4 separate regions of the Mus musculus genome follow, and all the other regions are linked to region 4. The links are chromatin contacts, called in public Hi-C maps. All regions are on one chromosome and are shown on one strand. The core of a region is the stretch at or near the end of the contact, and the rest is flanking DNA. Distances in the headings are between cores, read along the strand shown. Region 1 has its middle 11 kb from the start of Gm37004. Region 2 has its middle 9.3 kb from the start of Ppp1r1c. Region 3 overlaps Ppp1r1c (protein phosphatase 1, regulatory inhibitor subunit 1C). Region 4 overlaps Cerkl (ceramide kinase-like).

Region 1 (3,089 bases), core at 467-2,966, 440 kb before region 4:
ATTTGCTTATAGAGCTACATGCTAAGCTTAGCATTTTAAACTCTTGAAAACCAGCTAAATGCAAGGCTGTGTGCTCAGCCCCTCTCCCCCACGCTCCACACCCCACTCTGCAAATGTTCTGTGCAGACAGGGTGTGGATTCCTTCTCCTGTTTGGCGGTGTCTCTATGTGGTTTGTGGGGATGGCTATATGATTCTTTCTTGCTCTGCGACAGCATGTTCCTGTCAATTGTCAAGTGCATGTGTTTTCCTGAGAGGCGCTCTTGCAAGCAAGTTCCCGCTTAAAAGCTTCTATGAGTCATTTCTTTGGGGACCAGTGTTGAGGCATATCACCCCATTTGCATCAGGGTTGCCTGACTTAGTAAAAAAGAAAAAAAGAAAGATTAACATTTTAGCTAAACTATCTGAAAGGTTTGGATAGTAATAAGGCTTTCTTACCACTTAATATGCCCTGGTGAAACTCTATGATCTGCTATGTAGTAACATTGTTAAACTGTTACACCTGGAAGGCTTCATTTAAGACATTTGCTGTCTAACTAAAAGGAGATGGTTTCTTGTTATTCATTCACACATAAGGGAAGGCAAAAATAATCACCGACTTGCATTCAACAAAACACGGAGTTAAGAGAAGCAGTCCCTAAGATGATGAGCCCATTGGCACCCTGCTCCATGAGGTAGAATCTACTGCAGCTGCGTCCTCAGTTTTATTAGGAAAGATAGCCCATTTTGTGATCTACGACGTTTAAATCAATTGAACTGTAGTGAAATCTCTCCCCTGAAATGGCTATTACACAGCTTGCAACCTTTTGTTCAAGAGATTAAGTTTGCATCTCCTCACATTATCTCCTTGTAATTGGAAAACTTTCATTTTGACGCAGAAAATGTGCCAGCGTCCCCGAGAGCCTTGCCACAAGCCAATGCAGAATGCCATCTGGAGGGTCCGTGCCCACATCAGGCGGCAGCCTCCTGTCGGGCAGGATCTGGAACTTTGCAACGAACAACTAATAACATCTTAAGCTCCATTTGTCTAGCTCATGAGTGCTCTTGGCAGAGGTCATAACCAGCAGTGGTTTTCTTGATTTGCTGCATCAAATGTAATTAGGTTAAAGCACTCACTGACAGAGCCTCTGATAATGGCATGAAAGCCTCAGGCTTGAATTTACCCATCCAGTCAAATTTAAGTTTAGAGCAGCAAAGATGTATTAATTTCATCACTGGGACAATGAATATTGGTAAACTTGAAAGGTATTTATTTGGAACAAAGCAGTTTTCCTTCCTTTGGATTTCATACGTCTTTGGTTTCTGTTTTAAAGTTGAATTGAATCAATGCATGTTCTGGTTCCTAGCTTCTGATAAAGTCGCTGATGTCCCCTGCTAGGAGACATAGTCTCATGTGCACACAAACCACACATCTGAACCATTGGTCATACTGTGTAAAATGATAAGATATCTTCAGCGTGTTACTCTGCATAACTGAATTCTGACAGTTGTTATTCATAAAGACAGAAACGACACCGTGGTTGACCTTTTAACCCTTGCCTGTTGAAAAACTCCAGGGTAGCAGAGGTCTCTTCATAAATGAGTCAGGTCGTGGCTGTGAGTAAAACAGAGAACCATTGCTGAGGGTTAAATTTAGGGCAAGCTCGGGCCCAGAGCATGAGACAGACGTTAGCTATTATTAAGGGTATACAAAAAGAGTTTCTGCTCTCTGCTAGAGAAAGAGAGAGCTGGAGTGTGGTCTCAGCCAGAAGGCAGAGGTTCCTGGCATGGCTGCAATGTTAATGATCCTCACAAGGCTTTAAGAATCAGCAGTGGAGTTAGGATGTGACATAAAAGACAGTCTCAGGAGGGCTGAATTTTTCAAACTGACTTCCACATTTCTTCTCCTGTCCCTGTCTCTTAGAAATACTGGCACTACTGGAGCCAGTGGAGGAGCACAACTGAAATCTCTCAGGAACAGCAGTGATTCCCGTTGACTTTGTACCTCATTGGGGGATGGGGTGTTAGTTTGAATGTTTCAGGTGGTTCTCCTTCTGATAAAAGCAATAGGCATGTGTGAGGATGAGGTTAAGTAAGTGTTTATTTGAGGATTTAATATTGCACACGCTGATGGAGTACAGCAATTACCGTGCTGTGATTTTCATATTCATATGTGCCATATTTATTTGTTGTTTACCTCTCTGCATAATGGAAATGCCATGAAAATCTGTTCCTTCTACTGCTTTAATTTTAAATGAAGCTAAATGTTATGTATAATTTTAAGTTACAGATTGCTAATTTCATTCTGTTTTAAATACTCTACACATAAGAAGCTCTTAGGCTCCTGCAGGAGTCCCTGCTTTGAGCAGAATCAAAGCATAATTCTCTCAGTAATTATATAATAGGTAGGTAGTTAATAGATTAAACATGAGCCCGAGACATCATCACATCGACAGTCTATTTCAAACCATATAGTTACCTGTGCTGTTCATATGTATATGACTCTCTGTAAATAGAATGTGTATGCCTTTGTAACTTTCCTGACAAATATAATGTAGTTAAAAGCTTACTGCATCTGTTGTAAAGTATTTGCATCTAGCTTACTTATTAGTAATCTGGTTACAGACTCGGTACTTGGTGAAATGGTTGCGAAAGCTTCAGGAACAACCCAGTTTTCACCTACTTTCACGATAGTATTTTAAAGAGGCTGCCAATGGCAGAATGCAAAGCTAGTTTACCTTATAAAGGAACAAAGCAAGGGAAACATTGAAAAATTAACTCTATAGCTGTTGTGTAGCTTTCTGTCACTAGCCTGAGAATCCCTTCATGTGCTGTATCTCAACTTCTGTTTCCTGGCCCATCCTTTTTTTTCCTCTCCTCAACTCCAGAGCTGTATCTGGAACCTGGTTATATGCCATCCAAGACCTACTAAAATTATTCACTCATTTAATATGCATCACTCTACACTTAGCACATATATATCTATATCTACCTAGATGTCTCTATCAATCTATTTATCTATGTAGATATTTGTTAGAGATATTCATATTTAGATGTCTATATAGAGATATTTAGATAAGGTCTCTCCTGCTGGCTACAGCCTTCATGGGAA
Region 2 (2,822 bases), core at 43-2,542, 300 kb after region 4:
TTTTAGAAGCTTGAATAGAAAACTGCCACCCACATCCATACACACCCTAGCGTAATTTGAGAATGTTAAGGGAAAATACACTGAATGTTTCTCAGGAGATCAGACCTTTCATGACAGCTTTCTCTGAAATGAAATCAGTAGTCCTAGATTTTATTTAGCAGTAGAGAATTATCAAAGTTCAAAAAACAAAAATTCTGAAACTTGTAGCATTTCATTCAATCGAACTAACTCATGTAGAAGGGCAAAAAACATTCTAGAAATGCACAGGCTTAAGAGAGTTTACTAGCCATGAGCCATTACTAAAAGCTTATGAAATGGTACATTTTGGTGGACAGACTGAATCCAAGACAAAGTATTCTATTGAAACAATAGTGGCTATGTAGAAAGAGGTGATGTTGTCATGACAGACGAGTAATCAGTACAAGGACATGCTTAGCATCTTACTTTCTTGGGATTGGATGTAAACATCCATGTATATCCATCAATAACAGTAAATATTAATAATTAGTTTCATGTGTATATGTTCATATATGTGGGTGCACACGTGTGTGGGTACCTGTGTGTACATGTATGCATAGTCATGAAGAGGTGAGAGGCCAATCACCTTGGTTTTTATTCTATCTTTAGTTTGAGACTGGGTTACTCAGTGGTCTGAAATTTTGCCAAATATGCTAGATTATCTTACCATTGATTTCCAAGGGTCCATCTTCACCTGCCCTTATCACCAACACTCGGATCACAAGTGGGCGCCACTGGGCACAGCCTTTTCTGTGGTGTCTGGGCATCCAGACTCAGGCTTTTATGTTTGAGAGGCAAGTGCTCTACTGCCTAAGCCTTTGCTCCTGCCCCCAAATTACTTTTCAACTGGGAAAAACAAAAACTAAAACATGTATGAGCACACTCCTGTGAAAGCTTAGAAGACGACTTAACAAACTACTTGGAGAATTCCGAGATGACAGCATAGGAGAAGGAGCCGCTGAGCACAGAACTAAAAGAAGAGGTGGCTGTTGCATTGGACGAGAGGGATGGAAGGATTCTCCAAACAAAGAACTGATGTCTAAAGACTATAGCATTGCGAAAGGCCTTTGGTTACTCAAAGTAAAGTTCAGTAGTGACTGAGGAGCACATGGTTTGTGAAACGCCTAGAAAATAACATTTTATTTTTATTTTCTCCAAAGTACCAAGGAAGAATGTCAGTTGATTTTCTTATCACGTTTTCTTAAGTACCCACACCTATCATCACTTTCACCTCATGACTCATTCTTGGAAAATAAGGCTCAGCACATTCTGGCCTGTCAGAAGTTTCACAGTCTTTCTACTGAGAGACTGCCTTGCTTCCAAGAACCTCATGCATATATTGCATAAGAGGACAATGAGTCATATGTTAATTTATCTGCTTTAAAACTAGGTGATTGGAAAACCATAAAAAAGGGATGAATATTTTAAAATATCTTAAAGCAGAAACTCTGAGATGACACTAGGGATCTTGACAACACATGGCTGGGAGATAAATCAAGAAGCACTTGTGACTTATTGCCCAGACCAGAATCCTGACAAGCCAACTAGATGAGAAACAGGCAAATGTCCTCAGACATCCAATACAGGTTTCATGTTCTTACGAAGAAGGCAGCTGCTTTTGCTAGAAGTGACTCATGCTAATCAGTAAATTATTCTACTTCTTAATGCTCCATTACTTAAGATCATGTGTGGACGTGAAGAAGCCTAGGCACTGCATGGAAATGCAGACAATCTGCTCCAGCAGAGCTCCTATTTCAGAGTCTACTCAGAGCCAGAGACTGCTGAATTACAACATGAAACCAAATAGTGTAAACCATGTTTTAGTCATTTGACATTAATTTCAGAATTTTCAGATGCATTTAATATTTCCTTTTTTGGATTAATCGATATCCCATCATTGCTAGCAATGTTCCTTTTTTATTAATGAAGTTAGTTCTTTAACAATTTTATGGCTGTATATCATGCATTCTAGACAGTATTCTGGTCCTACCCTTTCTTATCTCCCTTCTAGCCCCAACCTGTGGCTTTCTTGACTTTTGGTATGGTTTTGTGATTATAAAAGTGCTCATGTGTTTAAGTAAAGTTGCAAACGGGAGGACAAACACTTTACAAGGCAGTTGTGCATGTAAATGAACTGGGTAAGGCAAAAGAACCCTTTATAATGATATTTTTTTAAATGCATACAAGTACCATATGGACTGGGAAAATCATATTTAGGTATATGTGTATATACGTATATATGTGTATATATGTATGTATATATATAAATTGTCAATAAAAGAAAGGTCATGAATTTGAAATAGAGCAAAGGGAGCTGCATGGGAGGGGTTTGGGAGGAAAGGGAGGGGAAATTGATGTCATTGAAATCTTAAAAATAGCCAGGCATGGTTTTAATCCCAGCACTCGGGAGGCAGAGGCAGGTGGATTTCTGAGTTCGAGGCCAGCCTGGTCTACAAAGTGAGTTCCAGGACAGCCAGAGCTATACAGAGAAACCCTGTCTCAAAAAAAATCTTAAAAATAAAAAGTTACTATTAAAAAAGACAAAGTGATGGATGTTTGTATCAATTGGAAGTTAACAATTTTCTGAGTTATATAGAAAACAAGTTATCTTTTTATTGACAAAGTAGGCCTTTCTACGCCAATAAGGGCACAGAAACAATTCTCTACTTTATACAGAGATGGCCTAATAAAAAATAATTTCTCTAAAAGGTAAACATATATGCAGTATAAATATAGTGTTCATCTGATGAATCACATGAATGACATCAGGGTTGAATTTAATATTTAGGGTAATAGATGTATGT
Region 3 (3,017 bases), core at 418-2,917, 370 kb after region 4:
TTAGTTTTTCCCATTTTCAAATTCATCCTGATTGCACCAATAAATAGCCAAAGATCCTTATAATTTAATGGGATTTCAAAATTCATTTAAATTTTATGTGTGTGAGTGCTTTGCACGACAGTGAGTGCATGCATGCAGTATCCTCAGAAGCCAGAAGAGGACACTGGATCTCCGGAACTAGAGTTCCAAGTGTTAAAGTACTGCCATGTGGGTTCTGCGAATGGAACCTTGCTCCTCTGAGCCATCTCTCTAACCCTCTTAATGGGAATCTTTTTTCATATGATCTTTTCATTCTGGTTTCTGCAAATTACTTCGTTTCTTTTAAAGGATGACCTTTGTGTTTATATTAAAATATAAATTTATTTTTAAAACGCAATTGTAATATAAATCTTGCTGTGATAACCATGTTCTCCTCAAACTATGTTTCCAGCTAACCTTGTCTCTCCCCAGGGCAAGTCCTCATCAACTCCCTAGACTGCTGACCACACAGATCTCAGTCCTGTTTAATTCCTCCAGTTATTTCAGAGTAAGGCCCTGGAGTAGACTTTGGTGGGCCCCTTACCTGACTGCCTCTTCAACTGCAACTAATTTCTTTCCTTCCCCTTTCTTCTTCCCACCCCCACTGCAGCAATGCAGAGCTTCGCTTGATTCTTTGGAAATATACACAGCTATTGTTTGACTGTTATGTCTCCGGGCTTTGTCTATAGCCTCATTCTTGTAGAAGGTTTTTCCCCCTTGGTCTGATTCTAAGTCCTTTGAACTATGCCTGGTTAAGATGGTGAGGAATTCCACAGAGGCCTCTGTGTGGTATCTGTAATTCGCATGAGCTAGATGTAGTCTCATCAGGACAGGACCTATGTCAGGTGTGTTCTCTTTCATCTTCCATTCATATTGCAACTGCTTGTGATAAATGCTGAATCAGTGGGTTTGTAATCCAGATTTAAAAATTATAGTAACAGCTTAATTTTGCCCACATTGAAAAAAAAAAACTTTTTTTCTTTCTTTCTTTTTTTTTTTTTTTTTTGCATGTGTTTTATTCATTGACTCAATTACTACCTGACTCAATTACTACCGCATGCTGCAGGCATTTATAAAATGACTTCTGTCTGCCAGGTCACAGATTAGACGCTGGAGCTGAGATGTGCCAAGCGTCATCTCTGTCAACAGAGAAAATGTCAGATGAGAAAGTGAGCCGTGTGGAAGCTAATTATTGGCTGCCTGAGATGTATTTGGATAGCAGCAATTGAAGGCGGAGGAGGAAGTAGCCACCTCTGCCTACAAAGTCCAGGAGAGGCTCCACAGGAGAAAGAGACTTCTGTGCCAGAGGTGGGGCAAGCAAGCTCTTAGGAGAGAGGAGTGGGGGGGGGGGATACCAGGTGGATGATTTGTCAGAACTGGACAGGCAGACTGTGAAGGGCCATCTGTGTTCCAAACACTGTGAGCTGCTGAGGATCTCCTGAGGCCTCTACTCAGGTCTGGGCTGTGTTCAGAGACAGCAGCACATTCTATTAACAATTGTTTACTTAGGATAGGAAATAATGGGTTTCGCTGTAGCATTTTAAACTTGTATACTTTGCTCACATTCCCTACCTTGGCTCCTTCCATTTTTTTTCTGCCCTTGTGAAGATAGCTAGATAATGCATAGGTAGGTAGACAGATTCCATATGGAAGAGAAACTTGTAACATTTGTCAATGTCCTTTCATTTCCTTGTTCCTTCCTCCTATTCCCTTTAGGCCCTGGCTCCGTCCTCCAGCCACATAGCTCCATCTGTGCTTTTATGTTACACACACACACACACACACACACCACCCTATATAGATTCCAAACATGAGAGAAATAACACACTTACAGATAACATGTTCTGTTTCCACCTTCATCATCACCATCATCGCTGAGACAAGGTCTCTTACTAAAACTGAAGCTCATTGAGTTGGCTAGGCGTCCTGGCTAATGAGTTGCAGAGATCTTCCTGTCTATCCTTCCCTAGTGCTGGGATTACAGGAGTACAAAGCTCTCCCTGGGCATTTTATATGTGTGCTGAATTTAGGACCACGTGTTTGCATACCTTGATAGGCTAAGTCATCTCCCCACCTCTTGATTTGACTTTTAAATCTGTTGTGTTACATAGTCTTGAAAATATGGGGCTTTTGGAAAAAGGACATATATATTATATACACTGTTGCTTTTTCCGTGAGACTACTTTCGATGATTATATTTGCCTCAGCTCATCTGCCTGTCCTTAATACTGCTGTTTATGGAAAGATGGCAAACTACTAGAGCCAACCTGGGTTTTGTTTCCTAAATAATGGCTGTGACTTGTGAGAAGTTTAACTACTCATCATGTTATCTTTCAAATAAATTAATGGAAATCCAAGTCAAAATCTGTTATGATATAAAATCTTCATAATAATGAGGGATTGGTTCTTAGTGGGGCAAGTTTAGGATAGGATTACATTCCTTGGAAACACGTGCTGCTCTATAAAACCCGTCTAAACATGTTCCCTCTTAAAACCATAATATTCTCGTCTGAACTTCAAAATCCAGGCTGATCTGAAAGATAATTTTATGGCCAGTGCTGTTAATTTCTTTCTCAGTGACTCTCTTGACTAGAAAGTACGGAGGGCTCTGAGAGCGTGGAATGAATGGTTGCCGTCCTTTTCTTTCTGGATGTAAACCTGTTTCTCAGCCCTCATTCAGTTCTTGAAAGATTATTGGTCTTTACATCCCAAATGTGGTAAGACTGACTGAGCCATTTGTTGTGAAGGGAACAGAAAATGACATCAGTGGGCATCAATATTGCTGTCAATCAAGACAAACAAATCTATTACACTTGAATGCTGCATAGTCCTGGGTGAACGACCAGTGGAAAGCAAGATGCTTCAAATTGTGAGGAAAGCATACAATTGTGATTCTTCCACTAAGAAATAAAATAGCAAGTACTGCAATGTCCAAAGGTTACAGTTGCAGGGAAAATAGTAGGTCACAACACACACACACACACACACACACAATGTAA
Region 4 (2,831 bases), core at 24-2,523:
GAGGGAGGGGGGGAGGGGGGGAGGGAGGGAGGGGGGACGGAGGGAGGGAGGGAGGGAGGGAGGGAAAGGCTTTTTGTGTGCAGAGTTTTTAACTTGCTTTTCAGAATTAACTCCAAAACAATAAGTAATAAACCCAGCTGAAGGAAAAGGAAAGCTCACCCAAGTGTCACTGAGGTCAAACTTGGAAACAACTTGTGTGATAATAGAATGTGTGTTTCCTGAAGCACATTGATGTAGCAGAAGACTGTAGCACCATTGGAATTTAGTGTTCTGTGTAGAAATGGGTCCAACAAAAAAGGCATGTTAGAACTCTGGGAGCGCTTGACTTGGAAATGTTTTTATCAGGAAGCTTTGGCCTAAATGTTTAATCAGCAGTGTGGGCTGGGCTTAGCTGCACCCTTTAGGTTTTGAAGTTTGTAAGCAATGAGCAGGAGACCTGCTGGCTCTGGGTGAGGCAACACAGCCAGCCTCCTGGATCAGAGGTTAATGAAAGTCTCCCCAGTTGCCTGGGGAAAGCCCTAGGGCTAGCCTCAGGAAAGGCTAAAGGTTCTGGGCATTATCTGATGGGATAAACTGAAAATCTTAGCTCATTATTTCTCCTCAGCCACTACTTCGGGACACCCTTTGGACACTCTCAGGGTACACAAATATTCATTATAAACATGAGTAAAGAAAACAAAAGAAAATCAACTGTGTTGTAAAAAGCAGTGTTGGTTCCGTAAAGATGGATTACCTGCCTGTGTCTCTCTAAGGATTATTTTAAGAGTGACTTAGATTCCTTTTTGTCTACAAATGAATCAGGAAGAGGCTTTTGAAAGTAAGTGCTGAACAAAGGGCTGAGATCTTAAATCTCTGCTTGGATTCCATTCTCTTGAATGGCTGGGCTGAGTCACACTGGCCACTCCTGGGATCGTATCGGTTTCCGTCACAAGGAAAGCAAATATTCACATAATGCCACGTGAAAGCCATATTTCCATGAACCTATGATGATCAGACTGTAGAATAAAGAAAGAGTTCTGAAGAGAAGCACCATGCCCGCTGATTTTTCTGGGCATGTGTTTCAAATGTGGCTCTACTTCCTACCTTAAGAACAAGTGGCACAGCTATTAGGAAGACTCTGAAGTACAACTTCATTTATAAATTCATATTTGATATCAGGAGATACAAATGCAGAAATGGTCTACAGGCACTGTGTTGCAGGCTACCTACATTAACCCCTCACACAGTGTAGAGCTCTGGTTGGTGGCATGTGGCTCGTTATTTGAAATCTATTGGCTCATTAGGATCATATTGGTCGTTGCTAGTTGCTTCAGAACACTAACTGTCCTCTCGCATTACTTACAGAGATACTGGGGCCATCTGTTCTTGCAAGGGATTTAAGTATGCGTCTATTGGATAGCTTGCTATTTATTTAATTCAGCACCCACTTCCTATTGTATCTTCTTGGGGGAAGGGGAGCCAATTTAATTACAGGGAATAAAGATAACCTTTCCTGGCAGGTTACCAGGAAAGCAGGACCTGTTCAAAATGGGTTACAGTGGCAAATAAGGAGAGCAAAGCCAGTGACACTTAAGGATAGTGAGCAAAGGTTTAACAAAAATAGGACAGTGAGCTGCACTTTTAAAAATATTACTGTAAGCCCAGGGCTTGTCTGCATCAATCTTGGCACATCTGCCTGATGCGGACCGTAAACAGGATTAAAGCTGGGTTTATCTGCCTGGTGCTAATTGTGCTCACAGTTCCTGCACATGTCCACTTTTTAAAACGTGGCTTGAAAAACAGCCTGCTGGATAGATGGCACTAGCACAACACCCTGAACACACACACATACACACACACTCTCTCTCTCTTTCTCTCTCTCTCACACACGGTGTATGTCACATTGTTAGGCAAAATGATGCCTAACAGGGTATTTTTTTTTCTTGGCTCTTCAGAATTACTTATCTAATCCCCTAATTAAAAATACAAAATTCTGTTTGAATACACCACATACTGAGATAAATCTGTGAAGCAAGGGACCAATAAATTTGAATACACTCTAATTGTAAGTAGAAAACACAACGTAATTGTTAATAATCAGGTTAAACTAGGGTTTACACAAATAGGGCCAATCCTGTAGCAGACTGAAAATGTGCTTCAATGTAATGCTCTCCTGGAGAACGTGGCACAGCGTTGGAGAGCAGAGGTGCCCAAACTCCTAAGCACACATGAATATCAAGATGGAGATATGGTGAACTAGTATTCTTATCTAGTAAAAATATTAGAAAATTTTCGTCTTATTTGAGAGAAATTCCAAATCCACTGTCTTACACTTTTACTAAACCAAATTTAATATTGGAGATGATTTTTCTGCCTGTGGGTTTCTTCAATTTAACTTTTCCTATCGAGTGTAAGTACCTCAAATATGTCTTGTAAGTCTTTAAACACTGGAAGATGTAAAGACATTTCTTTTCTTTCCTTTTCTTTTCTTTTTTTTTTTCTTTTTTCTTTTTTTTTTTTTTTTTTTTTTTTTTTTTGGTTTTTTTTGTTGTTGTTGTTTTGTTTTGGGTTTTGGTTTTTTGAGACAGGGTTTCTCTGTATAGTCCTGGCTGTCCTGGAACTCACTTTGTAGACCAGGCTGGCCTCGAACTCAGAAATCCGCCTGCCTCTGCCTCCCAAGTGCTGAGATTAAAGGCATGTGCCACCACGCCCGGCGTAAAGACATTTCTGCATCAAAATCAAAATGTACTAATGAAAAGTTGATACATTTTAAATAGTCTCCTGTAGCTCGGGTTTTAAAATACAGATAAAAATGCCAGTTCTTTATTCGGAATAATGCCCAAATTTTCTAT

The links. A called contact is a pair of places that touch in the nucleus more often than the background predicts.
Region 1: a Hi-C map of the N1E-115 cell line shows a contact between it and region 4, with 6 times the contacts expected there. The contact joins two enhancer-like sites. A contact is called at or near these places in 1 of 15 datasets of contacts at CTCF or cohesin (large pre-B cells) and 3 of 484 Hi-C or Micro-C datasets (the N1E-115 cell line, bone marrow-derived macrophages and nephron progenitors).
Region 2: a contact with region 4 is called in a Hi-C map of the N1E-115 cell line, with 4 times the contacts expected there. The contact joins two enhancer-like sites. A contact is called at or near these places in 1 of 39 promoter capture datasets (embryonic stem cells), 1 of 484 Hi-C or Micro-C datasets (the N1E-115 cell line) and 1 of 9 other capture datasets (adipose tissue).
Region 3: a Hi-C map of the N1E-115 cell line shows a contact between it and region 4, with 5 times the contacts expected there. The contact joins two enhancer-like sites. A contact is called at or near these places in 1 of 15 datasets of contacts at CTCF or cohesin (the NIH/3T3 cell line) and 3 of 484 Hi-C or Micro-C datasets (the G1E-ER4 cell line, the N1E-115 cell line and bone marrow-derived macrophages).

What each region holds. Positions count from the first base shown.
Region 1 is chr2:78,960,270-78,963,358 of GRCm38.p6, forward strand. No RefSeq gene overlaps it. Among named protein-coding and RNA genes, the nearest start is that of Gm37004, 11 kb to the right of the region's middle. Within about 2 kb of position 1,717, at least 42 of the 459 cell types and tissues checked have an H3K27ac peak or open chromatin away from gene starts, as enhancers often do. A contact at or near this core is called in the N1E-115 cell line, where this site is marked.
Region 2 is chr2:79,697,064-79,699,885 of GRCm38.p6, forward strand. No RefSeq gene overlaps it. Among named protein-coding and RNA genes, the nearest start is that of Ppp1r1c, 9.3 kb to the right of the region's middle. Within about 2 kb of position 1,293, at least 57 of the 459 cell types and tissues checked have an H3K27ac peak or open chromatin away from gene starts, as enhancers often do. A contact at or near this core is called in the N1E-115 cell line, where this site is marked.
Region 3 is chr2:79,767,379-79,770,395 of GRCm38.p6, forward strand. All of the region lies in intron 4 of Ppp1r1c (protein phosphatase 1, regulatory inhibitor subunit 1C), which reads left to right. Among named protein-coding and RNA genes, the nearest start is that of Ppp1r1c, 61 kb to the left of the region's middle. Within about 2 kb of position 1,668, at least 9 of the 459 cell types and tissues checked have an H3K27ac peak or open chromatin away from gene starts, as enhancers often do. A contact at or near this core is called in the N1E-115 cell line, where this site is marked.
Region 4 is chr2:79,398,113-79,400,943 of GRCm38.p6, forward strand. The region is part of intron 1 of Cerkl (ceramide kinase-like); the gene reads right to left. Among named protein-coding and RNA genes, the nearest start is that of Cerkl, 29 kb to the right of the region's middle. Within about 2 kb of position 1,274, at least 41 of the 459 cell types and tissues checked have an H3K27ac peak or open chromatin away from gene starts, as enhancers often do. A contact at or near this core is called in the N1E-115 cell line, where this site is marked.